Regions from separate parts of the Arachis hypogaea genome. Here region 1 is linked to region 2. The links are chromatin contacts, called in public Hi-C maps. All regions are on one chromosome and are shown on one strand. Each heading gives the region's core, a stretch centred on a gene start, on an enhancer-like site or on the middle of the called end of the contact. The rest is flanking DNA. Distances are from core to core; before and after follow the strand shown.

The links. Hi-C and Micro-C count contacts between places; a contact is called where the count stands out from the background.
Region 1: a Hi-C map of leaf shows a contact between it and region 2, with 3 times the contacts expected there. The contact joins the promoter of LOC112749995 here to the promoter of LOC112748124 in region 2. A contact is called at or near these places in 3 of 8 Hi-C or Micro-C datasets (leaf and an unstated tissue).

Annotation. Positions count from the first base shown.
Region 1 is chr15:24,515,511-24,520,018 of arahy.Tifrunner.gnm2.J5K5, reverse strand. It overlaps LOC112749995 (ATP-citrate synthase alpha chain protein 1), which reads left to right and starts at 1,813. Exons shown (of 13, transcript XM_025798468.3): 1 at 1,813-1,997; 2 at 2,490-2,600; 3 at 2,915-3,091; 4 at 3,207-3,368; 5 at 3,495-3,575; 6 at 3,689-3,740; 7 at 3,857-3,971; 8 at 4,085-4,166; 9 at 4,364-4,459. The coding sequence starts at 2,502.
Region 2 is chr15:24,188,210-24,192,792 of arahy.Tifrunner.gnm2.J5K5, reverse strand. It overlaps LOC112748124, which reads right to left and starts at 2,576. Exons shown (of 2, transcript XM_025796333.1): 1 at 2,544-2,576; 2 at 1,555-2,013. The coding sequence starts at 2,576. The coding sequence ends at 1,555. LOC112749989 (cation/H(+) antiporter 18) reads right to left here. Exons shown (of 4, transcript XM_029293102.2): 4 at 4,400-4,583. It overlaps LOC112749991, which reads left to right. Exons shown (of 6, transcript XM_025798462.3): 5 at 397-569; 6 at 888-1,151. The coding sequence ends at 512.

The DNA of each region.
Region 1 (4,508 bases), core at 564-3,063, 330 kb before region 2:
TTTTTTTTAAACACACTATTAACACACTAATACACTACTAACCCTCTTCTTCTTCACTTTAGACTTCTCTCTCAAACTCATTTTCTTCAACTCAGATGCATCAAAGGGGGGAAGTTGGGCTCTATTTAAAGAGCTTCAGCCTGCATCGCTGGTTTTCGAAGGAAGGAAGTATCCTCTACATGCAGACCACCTCCAACACGCCTTTCCTGTATTAAAAGAACACTTGTAACTCCTCAAAAACGTGCGCGAATCCCTGCAAAAATTGGCTGTAGTCCTGACGCAACATGCTGCCACGATGTTGCGGGATGCTGCCACGATGCTGCTGACGCTGTTTCACCACGCTTCCCGTGTGTTGAGAGCTGCATCCACGAACCAGCAAAATATTCCAATGTTAATATTAGGCAAAAACACAATGTTACTCTCTATATGAAAAATAAATTCTAAAAAAATAATCCAAAATTCAATCATAATTTGTTTTTTCAATTATTTACAAAATTTTATTTTTTCTCCCCATTTAAATGCACAAAATTCTTTTTCCTTTCCAATTTTTTTTTCTAAATCCAATGAGACAAAATTTAAATACTCAAATTCCTTCTCAATTTCAAGCCCCATCCTATTTGTAAATTTTATTTTTTTTTCTCAAACAATGGAAGTTTATGATCACTTTCATTTTCATTTTCTACCCTATTTAATCCAACAGTCAAAAATATAAGTATATCATTTAATCTATTTTTTAATGTGTAATGTGTTTTTTTTAATGTTATGCTTAATTAAGTAATATTTTAAAATTTATTTTTATTAGTGTGTCTTTTAAACATGGTATATAATTATTAATTTTGTAATTTTATAATTTTATATTTTTATTTAGTTAAATTTTTATAATTTAATTAAAATAATTTAAAATAATTAAAAAAATTAAAAATTAAATTAAAATAAAAACAAACATTAGAGACTTAGAACACAACTGACAAATCTCAAATTGAGTTTTTAATCAAATTTTATAATATATAGCCTCCAAATACTTATGTAGTATTTTATGAGACCCAAAATAAATTAAACTAAAATCAAGCATCCAAAATACTCTAAAGGGTCAATATTTTTAGTAAAAAAGAGAGTTGCTTAATATTATTGCTTTAATGTAAGATAAAATATATATAAAAAATACTAGTTACTTAAAATTTAATTTTTCATTTTTCAATGACTATGAAAAATATTGGCTTGATTTTCATGCATCATTAAAATCAATTTATACTGTTACATCAGTAAAAATAATCAATTATCAAATTTATTATTTAAAAAATTATTTAAATATATAAATTTAATAAAATAATCATATAAAGATATTGTAAATGAATTAAAATTAAGAAAAATGATAATATTATTTTTTTCTATAATTTTTTACAAATATATAATGTAAAAAAATTATGTGAAAAGTGATATTATAAAAAATAGAATGAAAATATTATTTTTCTAAAGTTAATTCATAAATTCATCAGATTTTTTTAACAAATTAACTTATCGATAGTAATATCTCAAATTAGTTTCTCAAAAATTTTTTGTTGAATAATTTAATTTATAATAAATTTTAATTATTAAATTAATCCTTAACCTTTTATTTTGTTAGATAAGTTAATTCTTATATTAAAATTTAATAAGCTAGACAAATTAATTTATATTAAAGATATAAGAGTACATAAAATTTTTTATATCAATCTCTTTATATAAATATATACTATAATATAAAAAAAATTAACTTATCTAACAAAAAAATTTAAAATTAATTTAATAATTAAATTGACAACTAATTCAAACATATTACTCTATCTGAAAATAAATAACAAAGTTGTAGGATGAACTTAATAGCACGCCAGCAACAAGCAGCATAGTGTAGACAAACAATCCCAACCATTAAGGGACTTGGAACTTTGAAACAACGTTAAGTGGTTACGTTGGTCCAAGAAGGAGGAGAGGAAGAAGAAGAGGGGGTAGATTAGTAGGTAGGTACCACATGTTTATGTGTTGTTTGTTTGTTCCAATTTCTGAACTCTCTTTTACTATTTGGCTACCTTCTTCTCTAATTCACCAACCAACTACCCATCATTTTCTTTCCCATTTATTTTTCGCTCTCTTTTTTTCCGCTCTCTCTCTATATATATACACCCATCACACCCCTCTCATCATTCCTTCACCTCTCGGTTAGATCTAACTATCCACACCCACCTTTGTTGTTTCATCTCTCTGTTTTGGTAAATCCTAGATCTTCAATCTCCCCCTCTTTTTGTTTCTGTTTAATCTTAAAGCTTCGATTTTGATCCACTTTTTGAGGTCCCATTGAGCTCATTTCGAATTTGTTTGCATGACTTTTAATGGGATTTTGTTTTGCGGATTGGTAGCGCTTTTGGCAATTCAGATCTGTTTATAATGAATAATTCATAATTGGGTTGTTTTTCTGTTTTGGAATTTTTTGTGCTTTCGGTTTATTGAAATAGGTTGAGATAGAAATGGCGCGCAAGAAGATCAGAGAGTATGACTCCAAGAGATTGTTGAAGGAGCACTTTAAGAGACTCTCTGGCCGAGACTTGCAGATCAAGTCTGCACAAGTGAGTACTTTTATCTTTTGTGTGCAGAATCATGCAAGTTTTAGTTACAATGTGGATATGATGCATGATTTTGTTTAACTATATAGCTGAACCTACATCAATTCAAATTGGTTTAGTGGCAAATCAACATACTCTTAATTTGATTGTAATAGGAAATGTTTTAGTTGTGATTGAAGCTAGTTAATATGTTATGTGCATATAATGGGAAAAAGAAAATCATTTTTTCAGTGATAGTTACAATCATAAATGTGATTCGGTGTAGTGTGCATATCAAGGTTGGTTGAGTAATGATTTTGTTGTGGTTTGTGCCTCAGGTTACATCATCCACTGATTTCGCTGAGCTTCAAGAGAAGGAACCTTGGCTTTCATCTTCAAAATTGGTTGTGAAGCCTGATATGTTGTTCGGGAAGCGTGGCAAGAGTGGCTTGGTTGCCTTGAATTTGGATTTGGCACAAGTTGCTTCATTTGTGAAAGAGCGACTTGGAACCGAGGTGCTTTGCTCCTCTTCCCTCAAAACCTTTCATTTCTCTGTTGTCCTCAGTATTTTGGTTCCACTCTAGTGTTGATGCTTTTGGACTTTTGGTCATGTCTTTCTCTTATATATAGGTTGAGATGAGTGGTTGCAAAGGACCCATAACAACTTTCATTGTTGAACCTTTCGTCCCCCACAAAGAAGAGTTTTACCTTAACATTGTATCCGAGAGGCTTGGGAACAGCATAAGCTTTTCAGAATGTGGAGGAATTGAAATTGAAGAAAACTGGGATAAGGTAGTGCAATGCATATCCTTGACATTACAGATTAGACACTCGATATATTTTCTGTGATAAAAATCTTTCCTCATGATCCATAACATACACTTACAAAATGTTTTTTTTTTTTTTTATATATTTCAGGTTAAGACTGTATTTGTTCCAACTGGAGCGTCTTTCACATCTGAAACTATTGCCCCACTTGTTGCAACCCTTCCCTTGGAGGTAATTAAACACTTTATTTTATTTTATTTTTATATGAACATAATGTCTTGATTCGAGATGTAATTCTATTGAAATATGTGATTTAATACTCTTATGTAATTCTTTTCTTACAGATCAAGGGAGAAATTGAGGAATTTCTCAAGGTGGTTTTCAATATATTTCAAGGTATAGAATATACTGGATGGGATTGCATGATCAACTTTATTAACGTTTACATTTAAATTTAAATTTTCTAACCTCCCATTATTTGATTCACTTACTTTACTTTTCTTTTGTATTAGACCTGGATTTCACTTTCTTAGAGATGAACCCATTCACATTGGTTGATGGAAAGCCTTATCCTTTGGATATGAGAGGCGAACTAGACGACACTGCTGCTTTCAAGAACTTCAAGAAGTGGGTTCCTCCCCTTTAACGAATGCCAACTATTATGATCTAGGATAGGATCCTATATTTCTAATTTGAGGCATGGAGTTGATGGATAACATACCTCATCATATTTGTTGCAGATGGGGAGACATTGAATTCCCATTGCCATTTGGAAGGGTTATGAGTGCCACTGAAGCTTTCATTCATGGATTAGATGAAAAGGTGATTAAAAGTGCTGCCCTTGTAGGTCCTTAATTAGTATGTAATGTTATCCCTTGGCCTGTATTTTATCCATGTCTGTCAAATTCCCAATACTAATCTCTCGGCAGTCATCAATAGTTTAATGATGATGGGAATAATACTATTGCTTCTAGTTATGATGATAACAGTTAATTTTTTCTTGTATTTAACATTGGCAGACAAGTGCATCTTTGAAATTCACAGTGCTGAACCCAAAGGGCCGAATTTGGACAATGGTAGCTGGCGGAGGTGCTAGTGTCATCTACGCTGATACGGTGCGTTTATCTTATTTTCAAAACCAAATTCACAGTTGGAATCCATTTC
Region 2 (4,583 bases), core at 1,327-3,826:
GTATGCTCTGTGTTATGTGTGATGGGCATAGAGTTGGCATTTGTTAATTGGGATTTGGGAATCTTGTAGTTGGAGGAGAAACTTTAGGATTGTCTAGTTATATAAATTATCTTTTATCTTGAATTGCAGTCTTTGGTGCTTGATTTATTTATTGCTCAAACAAAACCTTTTGGATTCCAGGCAGAGCTGCTAGCTGCACTTGCATGTTAAGCCTATTATCTTCCTGGTTGTCTTTCATGTTAAACCTATTATCTGCTTCTTTACCTCTTGGTAGAGGCTGCAGAGTCTTATCTTCAGTTCCGAATATTTTCTATGTACTTACATTCTATAAACTATAATCCGGTACGATTTGCTATCTTCATTTTACTTGCACTGAAGAACTGTTTCTTGATGCAGCAAAACTAAAAGAAATGGGAAATTCTGTCTTGGGCCGGTTTGGGATGAGTGTCGATAACTTCAAAACAGTTAAAGATCCAAACACTGGTTCCTATTCTATCTCATTCCAGCGTTAAGCCTGGCAGAGCAAAGTCATAATAGCATTAAGAAAGATGCAGTCCATAATGATGCAGGTATGAGGCTTCATTGTGCATGCAAGACATTAGGAAAAGTTGAATGTTCTTAAAGGACTTTAGATCATCTAAAGTGAAAGTTTGTAAAGTGGAAAAAATGAGAGGTTAATCATTTTCAATTGAAGTTATTGATGGAAGGGTGATTATGACTAACTTCTTACTTACTTTCACATCTTTTTCACTCACCTAATAAATTTTTATCTCCTACTTTTAATTCAGTGGTGCTAAGCATTGGCTACTGGCTAGTCAAGTACTTCATGTCATAGCTAGAAGATGATGGAACTAATCTATTGCTACATTCTTTTTTTTTTTTCTTAGGCACCTTGGAATTCTGGGTTATTTAAGTAGTGAGGAAGTTGAACATTGCTAGAATCATGAGTAAGTGCAAACATAACGGTTCATGATGGCAATATCGAAGTGTTTTGGGTTTGTTCGCGGCTGCTTTTCATCACGGGTTTATTCATTGTGTTGTGTTAGTTATTACTGTTAGATGTGATTACTGATTAACTAACAAGTGGTTGTTTATTTGTTTTACAAAGGCCCTTAATTCATGCAGATAATATAAATTGAGTCTTTGAACTATACGTATATAATTTATGCTGATGTCACATCAATATATCATTTGATAATACCTGAGTTGGTGTCATATTGACTAAATGAAAAAAGAAAAAATTTCAGAAAAAAAAACAAGAGAGAAAAAGAAAAAATTTGAGGGGGGTCTCTCCTGTTTTAGGTGTGAATGTGAATCTGAAATATGATTTCATTATTCGGAAAAATGGAATTATTTTTTTCCAAGACGGTCAATTTCCCTTAAAAGCCAATTCCTCAATCTCAATGTCAACCTTGAGAAGCCTCATTCTATAAAAGGGAGCTTACAAATGGAGAGAGAAATCAAACTTTTGATATTTCTCTGCACCATTGGTCCTTGTCTCGATGTTTTGAGTGTCACTCTTCAGTAATGATATTTGTTGAGATGTGTCAACTGTCAAGTGTCAACACTGTTGAAGCTACTGCTTCTTCCAAGGCTTCTTTGCCAATCACCGAAACTTCTCTCATCAATATCCTCACTTAATCGGTAAGGAAACACACCATTATCTCCAGCAAATTCATGTTCGCCATTTGATCCAAATCCTTCTGAAATATGGCGGCTTGGGAAATACGCGAGATTCGCCGCAGTGATGAAGGTTGAAGGAAAAACCGTAGGAGGGGTCCACAGCGAAGAAGCAAATAGAAGATACGAGTGCTCAGCAGAAGCCCTCTTGGCGTTTCTTCTAGTTGTTCTCTCTTTTTTGTGAGCATTTTGGTGCCCCCTAAAGCTTGAGAACTGTAGAAAGTTCTTGAGCTGTATAGGCATCGAAAAACTCGATATTGCTGCATCGTCTTCTTCTGCTTGGCTTTCCTCTACTTTCACAACCGTTTCCTCAACTACTTCTATCTCTATATTCTGAAATGAAAAATACAACTAAAGAAAAGACAAAGAAGAGAAAATGCAGATTATAATTTGTATATTATTGAAAAGAAGGGATCAGGAACTGCTGTTAAGATTAAAAGCTTGATAATTTCCCACTACATGAAGTTTCCCAAATATCCTTATAAGATTAATGCATTTCTTTTTTTTTTTTCGGTGACTAATGCATTCCTTTGAGTTTTTTATTTTTAATATTGGAGTGGTAGTGGTGTTTTTTTAAAATGTGGATTGTTGGGGTGTTACTCAAGTGTGGGATCGTTTAATTAGAGAAGCAGAAATCGGACCGTCCGATTTATTAGAGGTGCAGAAATCGGACCGTCCGATTTGTAGAGGTGCAGAAATCGGACCGTCCGATTTGTGGGAAGTGCAGAAATCGGACCGTCCGATTTGTGGGAGGTACACAAATCGGACCGTCCGATTTGTGGTAAAAAAAAAAATTTTAAGGTACAGAAATCGGACCCTCCGATTTCTGTACTTCCACAGTTTTAAAAAACACCAAAAATTACAATGTTAAGGTATATCACCACTTCTACTTCCATAACAAAAAAAATTATTGCAATAGAAAATAAAAAAACTTTAATTTTGTATTAAAGAGAGTAAAATACTATCCCTATACTTCATTTTTAAAAGAAAAACACAATGTTTTTTTGTTAGTTTTAAAAGAATAAAATATCTTTATACGACAATTAACAATGTTTGATTTATTACAAAGTAGGATGAGTTCAATTGATTTTTAATGGGATTAAATATCTTTTTAGTTTATTTCAAAATAACTATACACTATTAGGATTTATTTTAAAAAGTAGGGGTGTTCATGGGTTCGAGTAATCCGATTGTCTGTATAAATCTGAACCAAATCGAATCGATTAAATTGATTCTGGAACCAATGGACAATTGAGTATAATTGAACCTAATCTGATGATATCTGATCGTGATTGGTTTGGATATTAGTTTTAGAGAAATAGAATCCGAAACAACTTGCGAATCCGATTACCCTTTTATTAAATAAAAAATATAAATTCTAATAATATATGTATAATTTTTATACTAATTAATCTAACTCTATTATAAGTTTATAATTGTGAATTTATGAGTATTTTCTTGTTGTTAAAATATTATTGACTTGTTAGTTGATATTACATGTTTATCATTATTTACATTATTTTTCTAAAAAAAATTTCATTTTTTCAATTTTTTTTTTAATTTCTATTTCATCGGGTACACAATTATCCAAATCAAATTAATCCGTTTTTAATTGGTTTGGTTTGATTCGGATACACAAAAAAATATAAAACCAAACCAATCCAAACCCATTACAAGTTAATTGGTTCAAGTTCTCATTTTATCCCAAACTCGAACTAATTCGACTCGTGAACACCCCTACTAAAAAGATGAATATACCCTCTTAGAATGACAGCTTTTCACTGTATCCAAAATTAGATACTAACTTTAATTTTATTTTAAAAGAGCTTAAGTACCATTTTAGAGTTAAAGCGTACAAATCAGTATTTTGAATTTGATTATAAAAAAACCAAAACATCCTTTTAATTAATTTTAAAATAACTAGAGTGTTATTTTACTGTCAATTTTTAAGAGGACTACTATATTCTTTTTGGGTTACAGTCGCTTCATTATATTAGAGATTAGAATTATACACAAGGTTGCTTAATTTCAAAAAAAAAAAACCTTCCTGCATACCAATTATGAATTAACTACTTCATTACTCTCTCGTACTAAGTAAAATAATATATAATTCCTTAGATATAAATGTTTTTATGCAAAAATATACTATCCGATAAAAACTGAATTTTAGGATTAGTCCTATAAAATTTCTTCTTTTTTTTTTTTCATTTTCTATCCCTCATCTTTAGGATTAGTCCTATAAATTTTTTTTTTTCTACCCCCTCATCCTTATAACATTGTTTGGTAATATATGTTAATAATTTTCCCTTCTTCTAGAAAATACTTTATTTTTGCACAAATATATTACAAAAAGAAAAATATTCACTTTATTATGAAAGTATGTGTTTTATAAGAATTTGCTTTTTTGGTATTGCAATTCATTACAACATATTAATGACATATTATGGCAAACAAAAAGTCCAAAAAAAAAAAGAGAATTTTTCATAAACCCCACGGGTCTGAGTCCCAGAAATTGGAAGCACTTAAGGTGGGTCAATAACAAAAACACTCAAAAATCATTAAACTTAATCCCACTTTTAGCCAACTCTAATTGTGTAACACATTCTGCACATCAACTGTCACCCCTCTGCGTTACTGCGCCTCCTTTCTGCAATAGATCTAAAAATCAAGGGAGACTAGTGGCAAGGGTTGCAAGCCTATAGTTGGCACATACTATCCATATGTGTGGATTACTTTTACTATCCACACCTTAAGAAAAATCCTTAATAGAATAATGAATTTGTTTCAAGTACATAAGGTCATTCAATTAAACATTTACAAGAGACTGGTTAAAAAATTCCGGTAAATTAACTGCAAAGCTTACAAGTGCCATGTAATCTCTGATGAATTCATGTTCAATCATC